Linked DNA regions of Sus scrofa: region 1 is linked to region 2. A link is a contact called in public Hi-C data. All regions are on one chromosome and are shown on one strand. The core of a region is the stretch at or near the end of the contact, and the rest is flanking DNA. Distances in the headings are between cores, read along the strand shown. Region 1 overlaps LOC102157779 (a long non-coding RNA gene). Region 2 overlaps BACH2 (transcription regulator protein BACH2).

What was found. Hi-C and Micro-C count contacts between places; a contact is called where the count stands out from the background.
Region 1: a contact with region 2 is called in a Hi-C map of embryonic fibroblasts, with 2.4 times the contacts expected there. The contact joins two enhancer-like sites. A contact is called at or near these places in 3 of 47 Hi-C or Micro-C datasets (embryonic fibroblasts and skeletal muscle).

Annotation. Positions count from the first base shown.
Region 1 is chr1:58,454,816-58,461,290 of Sscrofa11.1, reverse strand. LOC102157779 (a long non-coding RNA gene) reads right to left here. Exons shown (of 5, transcript XR_001306010.2): 4 at 6,264-6,475; 5 at 2,966-5,249. Among named protein-coding and RNA genes, the nearest start is that of MAP3K7, 90 kb to the left of the region's middle. Within about 2 kb of position 5,045, at least 16 of the 83 cell types and tissues checked have an H3K27ac peak or open chromatin away from gene starts, as enhancers often do. A contact at or near this core is called in embryonic fibroblasts, where this site is marked.
Region 2 is chr1:58,209,422-58,216,108 of Sscrofa11.1, reverse strand. The region is part of intron 1 of BACH2 (transcription regulator protein BACH2); the gene reads left to right. Among named protein-coding and RNA genes, the nearest start is that of BACH2, 69 kb to the left of the region's middle. Within about 2 kb of position 4,833, at least 11 of the 83 cell types and tissues checked have an H3K27ac peak or open chromatin away from gene starts, as enhancers often do. A contact at or near this core is called in embryonic fibroblasts, where this site is marked.

The DNA.
Region 1 (6,475 bases), core at 3,796-6,295, 240 kb before region 2:
GTCATTGCTTATGGCCCCTGGTTCCTCTCTGTTGGGCCATCAGAGTTCAAAAATCCTCTTTCCCAATGCCAGGAGCTTTCCTATAGAAAGAGCCCCTGGGTTTGAAAGATGCACTCTCCTCACCTGCAGAATGGAGATGATCGTACCTGTGCTGCGGCCTCAGGACCAAGAGAGATGCCATGAAAGCAAAGAGGTAAAAAGCATGAGGCCTACGTGCAGAGGAGCCGTGATAATACTCCACAGACGCCTTGCTGTTCTATTCTAGTTTGAGAATAAATTCTTTATTAGTGTTATTATTATTACATCCTCTGTTTCCTCTAAGTTTAGATCTGAGATGCCTCAGATTCTTTGAGGAGCCAGGTAACATCTACTTACATCCATAAAATAAAAGTGCACATGAAACCTAAAAGCGAAATTACATGTATAGATCTAAACATACCTAACATGTATGTACACATATGTATGCATGTATATACATATATATATATACAAACACATGTATGATTTTTCCTCTGTACTAAACTCAAAGGAATACTTGTTAAAGCAGGTGAGACATTTGCGCAATTAGTTTAAAAGACTATTATTTAAAAATGGAAATAGCTTGGAGCAGATGACTAGAAATCATTCCTCGCTGCAACTCAAATGGAGGAAGCTGTCTGATTCTTGGAAATTTAGACAATCTTCTGGTAATTTAGCACAAAAATGGGCCTGACTCAATCTGCTCTTCACATTTTGGTAATTTAAAAGGACATAACGGAATTTTATTTTAATGGTAATTGCAAACTCATGCAGAAAATGTAAATGCACATTTCATGATTAGCTTACAGCATAAACTATGGCTTCTATTAATGTATTCCAATTTGTAATTCTTTTCACAGTATGAGATTTGAAAGCTGTGATTAAAATTAATTAGGTTAAGTAAAGTTTATCCCCCCTGAGCACAGCTATTGGGAAAAAGCAAGAGGAAAATGCGAACTACATCTGGCTCTGCAGGAAGCTGTGTCTTCACAAGAAGTCGTCTGACTTCTTGTCCCCCCACAGAGGTTGCATGCTGCTTATTTGGCATATCTCAAGCACCACGTATTTCCTCAAGGAGCTAATTGAACCATTAAACTATTCTTTCCTGGCTCACAAAACCACAGACATTGAGACTACATCATCTTCAAATAAGGATATTAGGTAGCTCCATTGATGGTTTAAAAAAACACAATACATCTTGGGGGGAAACACGTACATCTGGTAAACCTAAGGTAATGTGGCCACCCAGAATTATGCACCCTAACTGCTATGGAAGAGGCGCCAAGTGAGGGAACAATAGTAAAGATCATAACTAATCAACACCCAGACAGGGCTCTCTGCTCTGCAGAAAACTGTCTAGAATATTACCTTATGGGATCTCCTCAACAATCCTGCTAAGAAATCCTTACTGTTGATCCATTTCACAGATTAAGCATACTGAGGCTAAGTGAGATGCCTAAGATCAAAGAGTGCTGGAGATTATTATTACACCCAAGTCTTCTGAATTCCCATCCTACCTTCCTTCTACGGTTCAGCTCTATAGCTGCTGAAAACAAAACTAAACTTTTAACCTATGCCTCATCTGTGTTTTCCCAATGCGTTGAAATTCATTACCAAGGTTCCTATGACATGAACTAAGGCAAAGTTCAACAGCTCCAGAATGGTGTGGTACAGCCCAGTAAGCAGAGCATAAATCTGGAGGGCCCAGACAAGACGGCGACAAGCCAGCAGGGAGACACCCTGCTCCTGCTGAAGATCTTGGTTAGAGTTCCCAGTCTTCCCTAACTGTCTTTTGCTTGATCTCCAGCCACTTGGGCTACCCCTGGCTCCCTGTTTCCCTTGGCACAATGGAGTCCCAGCTCTGGTCCAGGGCTGGCAAGACAGACATGGATAACGCACTTGCCCTACCTTTAGGCTTGCCTGACCCATGCCCTGAGTCATGATGGAGACTCTTCTCCTGTGATTCCTCCTGGCCGTCCACACTGCCCAACCTGGCTTCTTCCAGGGAGGACTAGATGGTCCTTTATGTTAACTTGTGATGATGGGTATTAACACTCCATTGAGAAACCTCTTCCTTGGCATTTTATTTATGTATTTATTTATGTATGTATGTATCTACGTATTTATTTTAGGGCTGCACCCATAGAATATGGAAGTTCCCAGGCTAGGCATCGAATTGGAGCTGCAGCTGCTGGCCTAAGCCACAGCCACAGCAACATCAGATCCGAGCCGAATCTGCAACTTATACCAGAGCTCACAGCAACACCAGATCCTTAACCCACCACTGAGCAAGGCCAGGGATTGAACCCATGTCTTCATGGATACTAGTCAGATTCGTGAGCACTGTGCCGCAATGGGAACTCCTCCCCTGGGCATTTTTAAATGACACCCCCCCCAGTGTAGTAACGAGAAGACTAGCTTTCAAATATGGAAAACTGGGTTTCCTTCATAGTTCTGCCACAGACCTTAAGCGAAGCATTTAATCTCTTGCTTGTTTTAAAATCAATGCTTCTGTCTACCAGTACCATCGGACAGAAATTTCTGAGAGAACGGAAATGTTTGACTTCTGTACTTTAAATATGTTAGCCACTAGCCACAGGTGGCCATTAAACCTTTGAAATATGGCTAGTGCCAGAGAGAAATCTTCTTTTAAAATTTCTTATTTAATTTTAATTAGTTTAAATGTAGGTAGCCAAATGTGGCTAGTGGCTACAGTGTTGGACCAGAAGGTAGATTATCTCTTCCACTTCTTGCATCACTAGATAAAACAAAAGCTAGGAGTTCCCATTGTGGCTCAATGGGTTAAGGACCCAACACTGTCTCTGTGAGGATGCAGGTTTGATCCCTGGCCTCATTCAGTGGGTTCAGGATCCGGAGTTGCCTCAAGCTGTGGTGTAGGTTGCAGATGCAGCTCGTATCTGGTGTTGTGGTGAAGGCTGGCAGCTGCAGCTCCGATTTTACCCCTGGCCCGGGGAACTTCCATATGCTGCAGGTGTGGCTATAAAAAGAAGAAATAAATAAATAACATAAAAAAATAAAATCTAAAGGTGGGAACCTCTAGTTCTTTGATAGTAGATTAGTGGGGAAGATGGGGAGTAGACGAGCCTTAGTAATGACCCTTATAACCAGCCACATGGAAAACCACAGGAGACTAAGTACAGAACAAATCTTTGCTTTTAAGGTAGAGGACACTGTAAGAAGAGTCCTCTCTACTGCCAGTGGAGTTTGGGCCAAGGATGTCCAGTTCCATGTTCATGCATAGCCAGGCCCTGCCTCGTACTGCGGGCTTAGTCTGAGGCTTTACAAATAGGCAGACTCTACTTCTGAGGAGACAGGTGGCCTGAGGGCATGACTTATCCTCTCCTGGCCTCAGCTTCCTTCTGCAGCAGGGAACACACGCCTGTCCCTCAGGATGGCTTTGGGGATGGAATGGTACAATGTACATATAGGAACCCGTAGAGCTGCTGGAGAACTGCTCCTCTCTTCTTCAGAAAATCATGACAGGAGTCGTCTCAGAGAATCGCAAGATCCTGTAACACAGGACAAGAAAGCTAGTGGCCTCTGCGTCCCAGGTTCTCGTGACGTGTGGCTGTTGGCTGATCAGACGCCCAGGAGGAAGGTGTGATTTGAGAAGAGAATCATGCTTCTTCCTCACACCTGACTCCCCTCCTAGCAAACATCACCTCTGTCTCTGAATCCATGGTGGGCTTCAGGAGAGGGTCCCCATACAAGCTCCATGTGCCCCAACCACAGCTCTAACCAGTCAGAGAAAGGTCCCAGGCCCAAAAGGGGACGCACCTACTTGTGGGCATAGGCGTTACATGCATACATGCATTATATTTTAATTTCTCATCCTTTGAAATGTCTAGAGCATACACTGTATATTAATACAGGAGTGCCTCTTTCTATGGAAATAAACATTCATAGTGAGGTGTGTGCTTAAAATGAAGTTACAGATACGGGTGCATCATCATGCAAGGTTGGAAATCTCTGTGAGTCAGCTGGGGACGCGGGACACCCAGTGAGCCGCAATCAGCCCCACAGAGACGTGAGGTGGGGCCTGAGCTACGGGAGCCCAGACCTGCGTGTGGAATGTGGGATCCCTGGTGAATTCCAGAGATCAGAGGGGCCCTGAGCGGGGCAGGAAGTTGTTCTGAGGACATCTCTACCCAGTTCAGGCAGGAGGGCCCAGGGCCAGGGCTGAGGCTGAGGAACAAGCAGATCCCTCTGTCTCCGTGTGGGGTGCCGTCACTAGGTGCAGCCTCAGCACCGCCACTCTGGTGACAACCTGCCACAGTGTTTTGTCCTCTGAGTGAATTTTCTCCTGGTGAGTGCAGGCTGTCGATGGCAGAAGTCTCCCTTGACTCTTTTCATTGTTAACTGTTCTATGAGCACATCCTGGGCTGGATCTTTCCTTTTTTGGCTGTTGTTTTTTGTTTTGTTTTGGTTTGGTTTGGTTTCTGTGTTCTATTTCCAGCACTACGAAAGAAGAGGAGGCCTCTGCTTCCCGGGGAAGGGGAAGGGGGACAGGGGTTTGGCTGACTGGTTTAACTGAAGGGTGGGTGTGGACATCGGGGTGCAGAATCCCAGGGAAACAGGAGCAGGAAGCTAGAAAGGGGAGAACATCATACAGTTTATAAAGGGGCTTCATGCACAGACCTCGCAGCCGCCTAAACTCTGCATATTGTTAATGTCCATTTTCCTAAGAGAAAATGGAAGGTTCAAGCCACTTCCCCGAAGTTGAACAGTGAGCTAGTGACTCAAAAGAGCCTTTAGACTCCCTAGGCTGGTGCTTTTGCCCCTACCTTGAATCTCAGTGTTGCAGTGTATTAGGTGGATGATATAATTAAACCAAATTAAAATAGGGAATTAGGTTGTGAATCTGTGAATAAAATTTTCATCTTCTAAAATTTCTTTGAGGAGATGCTGATTCTGGGTGATAACTGTGGTGGGTGTGACTGGGGAAGCAGAATCCTGCCCAGACCGAGTCTTGCTTTTTGTAACCACTAGGTGGCAGTCCAAGCACAGTTTTCCAGGGACCCTTTACCGTTGAGGATCCAGGGCAGCGACCAGAGGAGTTTCCTGCAGCAGCCCAGGGTGAGTCATCCTGCAACTCCAGTGTCGTGGTAGCAGTTTCAGTGCGTCTGATTATCTGGAGTTTTCTCTGTGCTCTCCATCCAACCTCGTCAGAGGCTTCTATGACTGTGTAGAGATGCCTGCTGTGGGACCTTCTGCTGAATTAAGTAGAAAAGTGAATGAAGGAGATGCTTAATGGGGCTGCCCACCCTAGGAATACCCAGGAATCATCATTCTTCTGAGTAAGCAGGGCTGCCCCAGCTCTAGAAGGAAAATTCCACATCTCCTGCTCTGTACTTCAAAAACAAATCTTCAGGCTGTGTAACATCCTGGTCACTTTCAGTGTTGTGACCGGTTACAGAGTAAGTGCTGTTAATAGGAAATCCGAGACTCAAAGGATGTGGTGAGCTGACTTCTCCCCAAATACAGTGTATCACATTCTCATCGCAAAGAAGAGCATCTCTGGGGAGTGGCCCAGCCTGCCTCCCTCTAGAAAGGAACGTCCTGCACTAAAATTGTTTTATTAATATGAGTTAATGTATATTGAGCACAGAGAAAGCACTATGTTTACACTTAATATACATGACCTTTTTTTCTCTAACAAAGGCTAACAGGGGTATATGTTATCATGATCCCGGTCTTCGAATGAGGAGACTGAGGATTAGAGTGCTGAAGTGACTTGCTCAAGCCATGGAATTGGAGTGAGGGTTTCTCTGATTTAAAGGCTACTATTTGTGTCACTCTGTGAGTAGTTAGCACATTCTTTGACCATGAATAGTGTCTTATTACCCCAGTGCTGGCACAGAAGGGGGCTGAGATGGGTCCCAGTGTCCTAGTGCATATTCTTGTGTGTGTGTGTGTGTGTGTGTGTGTGTGTGTGTGTGTGTTTGCTTTTTAGGGCTGTACCCGTGGCATATGGATGTTCTGGCTAGGGGTTGAATTGGAGCTGCAGCTGCCAGCCCACGCCACAGCCTCAGCCACAGCAACATGGGATCCGAGCCTCATCTGTGACCCACACCACAGCTCACATCCTTAACCCACTGAGCGAGGCCAGGGATCAAACCTGCATCCTCATGAATACTAGTTGGGTTCTTAACCTGCTGAGCCACAATGGGAACTCCCTAGTGCAGATTCTTTGGTGAGGTAGAGCAAGATGCCAAGATGCCCACCTGGCTGAGGCGGATGGGAAGTCCCCCCAGGCCTAGCTCTGCTGAGGTTCAGTTTGACAGGCCCATCCAGAAGAGGTAGTCCAGGCAACGAGGCAGGTGGTTCAATAGTGATGCAGCCAGTACGGGGTGGGGGGTATCTTGTGTGTTTATGCTTCCTAGTGCATTTTGTCAAAGCCGGTTTGATCAAATGGCAATCCCTGATTCTCCTTTGT
Region 2 (6,687 bases), core at 3,584-6,083:
TCTTTTCCAGTTATAAAGAATTAAAGGTCTTGCAAGGCACCCTTGTATATTTGTGCCCTTGAAAGCCTTGGATCACAGTCAGGGTTTGTGTGTGTGTGTCTGTTTTCTCTTTTGGATCAAAAATACTGTGTCTTTTGAAAGTTTGAAAGATCAGTGCATTTCCTTCTGTTCAGAAAATAATAATGCTGAGCTTTCACCAGAGTTCTTTTCATCTCCAAGGCTCTCTTAAATATTGACTAATTAAGTAAAAATGGAGGAGGTCTGGCTAAATAGCCTCTCTTTGAGGACCAGTCCAATGGACTTAGAATACACAGTGATTTGCTGTACCTTTGGAAACAGAAGCCAACTAGAAATCTTTTATTATTGGCTGTAATAGCAAGTGGCATCTCTTATTATGTTTAGCAGCTGACATATCAAATTGCATTTGAGTTGGTTGTTATACATGAAATAGGAGGATATGAGTAGACTAAAAATGAGAATTTACAGCCCTGGGACAGGGGATAGCTGACATCTAGGGGTTGCCATGACAACGCATCAGGATGTTGCTTTGTAATCTTTTGGATTAGGTTCCAGCCCAGGGTCACTGGATTGGATGGGTAACGACGTGAATATTGTACCTTTACTAAGAGGTATTTGAATGTGCAGTTTGGTCATGTTGCTCGGGTCAAGTAGAAATGACATGGAGGGAGTATTTTAATTCTTCAGAACCTGAACAAGGTCGCATTTGTCAGCAAGTATATTCAGACGGAGTGGTCTGAGACTCAGCAGCTGGAAGACAGGATTTCCTGTCCTTGGTCAGTGGATAAAAACTATGCACGTATCCTTTAATATATGTACACCCCTGAACAGTTCTGTGTAAATGAAATGTTGGGAAATTCAACCTTTTGTATAATGGTCTTATGTTATAAAATTGGAACTGAACATCCCCGAGAAAACAATTTGGCCACAAAGCAAAGCACAGCTGCTTTCTAGCATTCTATATCCTCCATCTCAGCCGGAAATGGCCTGTAGGGTGTGGAATTTGGATCAGGGAAGGCAATTGGGCAGAGTGAGGAAGGAAGTGGTTGGAAAACAGGGCATCACGTTCCTTAGCCCTCACGCTGGCCTTGGCCACGGGTACCACATCTCTGTGACTGTATGCCTCCCAGACATACTTGTCATGGGGGATGGTCAGCGGACGCCGCCAGGAAACTAAAGGGCTCTGTGCTGAAATCAGATCCCAGTTCTGCCACAAACAGTGTGCTCTTGGACAAAGCACATTTCCACTCTGGGTTCCCCCCGGGAAATGAGGACGTTGGGCTTCCTCTGGCTGTCAATTCTGTTGCCCATCATCATGTGGGGAGGGCAGGTCGCCCCATTTCTCTTTGCCATTAAGCCCACATTTCCATCATCACTTTGCAGCAGAACTACCCTTCCCTGGTTGGGTGGACCTCCAAATAATGAAGAGAGAGAGAGAGAGAACAAAAGGGTTCCCTATCCCCATATAGTTTAGGTTTTATTTCTAAAGCAGAGGCTGCCAAGCAATGAGGAGAAGATGAAATCCCAAACAGAAGACAGCCAGTTATAGGAAGTTTTCCCACTACCGCCATCGTCAGCATCAGCTTAGCTAATATTTACTGAGCACTGTTATATGGAGACAGTGCTACACACTTTACATACATATGCCGCTTAATCTAGTGACAAATGCATGTACATGTATGTGTGTGATCATATAAAGTGGAGCATTTGCTATGTTCCAGGCATTTGCTATGTTCCAGGCATTTTGCTGGATCTTCCCTATAATCCAATGAAGTTATTGGATGCTATGATCCAGTAAGCCTCACAGCAGAAGTGGCATTGTCAAAGAGCCCCGTTTTTACAGTTAAGGGAACCGAGCCATAGCTAATTAACAGAGCAGGGATTTGAACCCAAGGGGTATGGCCTCAGAGCACTTTCTAATAAGCTCTACTGTGTGGTGGTTCTCCACACTCAGGTGACACATCAGTCACCTGGGGAGCTTTTAAAATATACAGATCCTGGACTCCATTCCAGACCAGTCAGAATCTCTGGGGTTGCCGTCTGTCCTGGGTATGCTGGCACCACTGCCCTGAGAGAACACTAGGGTCCGGAAGCTGGGGAGTGTGAGCAGATGACTGGCCAAGGCCTGGCATCCAGGCTGCTTCCTCTAAAGCTGAGCCCCCAGATGCCATGACAAGCAGTATTCCAATTGTTACTGTTGCTCTCAGGACCTTTGCCTACCATCCTGTACCTACCATCATGTCAGGTATCCCTTTCCTCATCTAAATCCCAAAGCCTCAAGTTCATTTAGGGCCTGTGTAATAGACTAGATTATGATCATCGAAGGAGAGGAACCAGAATAGCACCTTGCCACTTGACAGCAGTGTCAACTGACCAGGACTCATCACCATCACCACCTTTCATGTCACTTCTTGTGCTCTACCTGTAGAGTCTGGAACAGGGCTTCTAAAACCTGGATGCACATTGGATCACCTAGGGATCTTTATTTTTTTATTTTTATTTTTTGTCTTTTTGCCTTTTCCAGGGCCGCTCCCATGGCATATGGAGGTTCCCAGGCTAGGGGTCCAGTTGGAGCTGTAGCTGCCAAGCCTATGCCAGAGCCACAGCAACGTGGGATCCGAGCCATATCTGTGACCTATACCACAGCTCACGGCAATGCCGGATTGTTAACCCACTGAGCAAGGCCAGGGATGGAACCCTGCAACCTCAAGGTTCCTAGTCGGATTCGTTAACCACTGAGCCACAACGGGAACTCCACATAGGGATCTTTAAACGCCATGGATGCCTGGCTCCCACCACAGACATTCTGATTTTATTTGTATGCAATGTGATTTTGAAAAGTGCTCCAGGTGATTCTGATGGGCAGCAGAGTGCAAACCAGTGGCTTAAGAACAGTTCACAAAAGTGTTGACTATGGAGTCACTTCTGTGGCTTGGACTCACTTTTTAACTCTGATAATGTCTCCCCACTGTCCTCTTTTGCATTTTAGGCAACATGATTAATTTGCATTTAATTCTGCTCGGTTCACTTCCTGACTCAAAATTCTACCACACTGTCAAATGATGGTTTCTCCCCAAAGATGGTTCTTTTTAAAATTTATTTTATTTTATTGCTTTTTGTCTTTTTAGGGTTGCACCCACGGCATGTGGAGGTTCCCCGGCTAGGGGTCTAATTGGAGCTACAGCTGTGGGCCTACACCACAGCCACAGCAATGCCAGATCCGAGCCTCATCTGCAACCTACACCACAGCTCACAGCAATGCTGGATCCTTAACCCACTGAGTGAGGCCAGGGATCGAACTCGCATCCTCATGGATACTAGTTGGGTTCGTTAACCACTGAGCCACAACAGGAACTCCTCCTCAAAGGTGGGGTTCTTATGCTTAGGCCCTAATCTGGCAACATGTCTGTGAGGTAATTTTTGCAAGGGTTTTCAGCCTCATCAGACTCCCTTATTTTCATTATGAGATGTATTTCTTTTGAAATTGTTCTACATTTTAAAACATTTTTATGATTTTATTGTACATTCCTTTTTTCTTCCAAGAATCAAATAAACACCTTTCCCACATAATACTTTATAATAATAAACCACTTACAAGTCTTTTCCCAAGACAGTTGACCATCAGACTCACTAATGGGAGACAGCCGACATGCCTGCTGTGCTTAACAGTTGATAAAATCTTACGAAGAGAAATATAGTGCAAATTGGGGATCACGTAAGGAAGAATTGACTCAGATTTTCTCCTCGGAGAGTTTAAAAAAGTCAGATTAACTTATCTACTGGAAAATATAGTTGGATTATAAAGATTATTAAAGCAGAAGGGTACATTTGTTGACAAGTTTGCAAATGTTCTTGATTAGCCTGGAAATGCATTTTGCAGTAGGTACCAGGTCTTAAAATGGGATTTTTTTTTTTTTTTTAATGGCCTCACACATGGCAGATGGAAGTTCCCAGGCCAGGGATTGAATCTGAGCTACAGCTGAAACCTACACCATAGCTGCAGCAATGCTGGATCCTTTAATCCACTGTGCAGGGCCAGGGGTCTAACCCTCGATTCCACAGTGACTCAAGCTGCTGCAGTTGGATTCTTAACCCACTTTGCCACAGCGGGAACTCCTAAACTGGGATTTTTAAGACAATATGAGATGTTCAGTGGGTAAGAAGAGGCAGGTAATTTGCAAGTGGAACAGCTTTTAGCAAAGACCGGGAGATGGGGAATTGGGCTAGGCTGGTGGGAAAGGTATACACTGGGTGTGGCAGGTGATAAGGAAGGATGGCCGAGATGGAGTCAGGGTGAGATTTCAGAGCAAGAATACTTTGGAAGAGTTAAAAATAAGATGTAGAAGGAGGTTCTGTTTTCCTTTGTGTAGTGGTTGAAGTCCAATTGGTCTGTAATTGTGATGGTGCTGTGGATCACTGAACAAGACAGGGAGTTTGGGTTGGTTCTTATGCTTTTCTTGAGGGGAAAGCTTTTGAAATGAACTCTGCTTCTTTTGGCTAAAAATTTTCTCACTCTGCTGTCTTGTCCCCGTCTTGCTGCTGTAATTCCCCCAGAAGAGAAAAGGGGGTTAGGACGCTTCTCTTTTGAAATGGAAGGGTCAGAGCAGGCAGGGGGCTGTCACGGTTGTTTCTCTTTGTTCAGGAATTAGAACATGTGAGCAAGTGGTTCCACCCCTCACTTTGTGAGCTGTTTTCCTCTGATATTTCCTAATTTTTCCCATGACGTTTCAGCCTGTTTCTTCACAAGATTGTAAGGCCTGAAAGACCCCATTGTTTCACAGGAGTGTGAGCTGGTGCATATTTGCTGCTCTGGCCGCCTGGGGGCTGAGTGTGGGTGGGACGTGGCTGAGGGATAAAGCAGACTGTGGAATGTGTGTGTAGAATCTGCTTATCAGGAGTTTAGAGAGTGCTGTTTTCTTCGTAGAACGTGCTCTACTTTTAAAAAATTTTTCACAGATTATATTTTTCACTGCTCTGATCAAGAGAAATAGGGACATGCCATGAGGCCAAGGGAGGTTTCTTAATGGCAAGTCAAATGGATGAACACCTTATCCAAACTTCACTGCATCTTCCAGTAAATGCAAACGTTTGTACTTCACACACACACACACACACACACACACACACACACACACACACACTCATTCCCGAGGGCCTGCCCAGGATTCATGCGAGCTCTTGATTCATTTTTACCTTCTCACCCGCCCTGACCGTCCTATCTAAAATTTCAGCATTCCTCTTCCTTCCCATTTCCAATTCCTCTGACCTTAGTCAGTTTTTTGTTGTTGTTGCACCTATCACCTTATAACAAAAAGAACTTATTTATTATGTTTCTTATTTGTGTTTTTTATCTGTCTCCCCCGACTAGACTCTAGATTTCACCCTGATGGAGGGTTTTGTCTGTTTTCTTCACTGATGTATCCCAAGTCTCAGAACAGTGCCTGGCACAGTAGGTGGTCAGTAAACGTTGCTGAGTGAATTAGTGGATGAGCAACATTGCGAAGTGAATGGTGTGTCTCAGATTTGGGTCCTAGCCTCTTTAATTCTAATTTACTGGAGAATCTTAAAATGTGTTCTAGAGTTTTGTTTCTCAGCTTCCCCGCTTTTAGGATAATGAGGGATGATATCTTCTCCCTGGGAAAAGTTTGGGAATAACTTGATGATCCTTAAGGAGTAGGGGCACCTGAGTCTTGCTCTTGCGTTTACATTTTGTCCTCAAAGGCCCTGCACCAAGAGTCTTCAAACTCTGTTCTGTAGATGTTCCCTGGGAATATTTGAGGGGCCATGCAAGTGTTTAATTAGCACTTTAATATATTTTGAACAATTTTTATGACCATGATTTTAAAACCTGCACACTTCAACGTGTTACATACCAAATTTTAACACATTGGGACCACCGACGCATTAAATTGGACTGTCAGATTAACCTTGAAATTAAGTGTTTTATGCTATTTTGGCTTATATATTTGAACTTGTTATACATGAGTCGTTGATAAGGAAGTCTGTACCAGTGTTTTTCAGATTCCAGCGTGATCATAAATTGAACAAGCAAATTCCCCCTGCTAGATATATGCAGCATACTTGGCAGGGCTGGGGAGCCTCTGTAGGGTGTAGGCCTCTGTGTGGATAATGGCCAGCTCTATGGTAAGTCAACCCATCACTTAGTGACATCTCTTCTGTTTTAGGGTCCTATATCCCCACTATACACAGAGGGTGCTCCTTGACTAATTATTAAAGTAATGGTCAGATTATCATTAGTAATTAAAATTTGAAATTAAAAAATCTTAATGACTGCATTTTTTTCAAGCTTTTAGGTTAGCTTGGGGCATATGATGAGATTACAGAGTGAACTGCTAAAGAACTGCTATCATTTCCAATATAATTGTTCTTATAACTGTTCCCTACTGTCCCAGTCCACTCATTTCCAAAATCTGAATATGGAAATTTCCCAGAATGAATTCCAGTAGCAAAGGACACCGTGTTATTCATGTCAATTTGGTATCTGAGTTTCAGATAGTAAGTAATAAGAATAGCAGGTAGGAAGAGATTCATCTGAAAATTTATTTGAATCTGTTTGGTCCCTGAGTTTAGAGAGCAATGATTTAGACAGCAGGTCATACCTATAGTGACGTATGAATATAAGGTTTTCTTAATATAGCGCAACCAAAT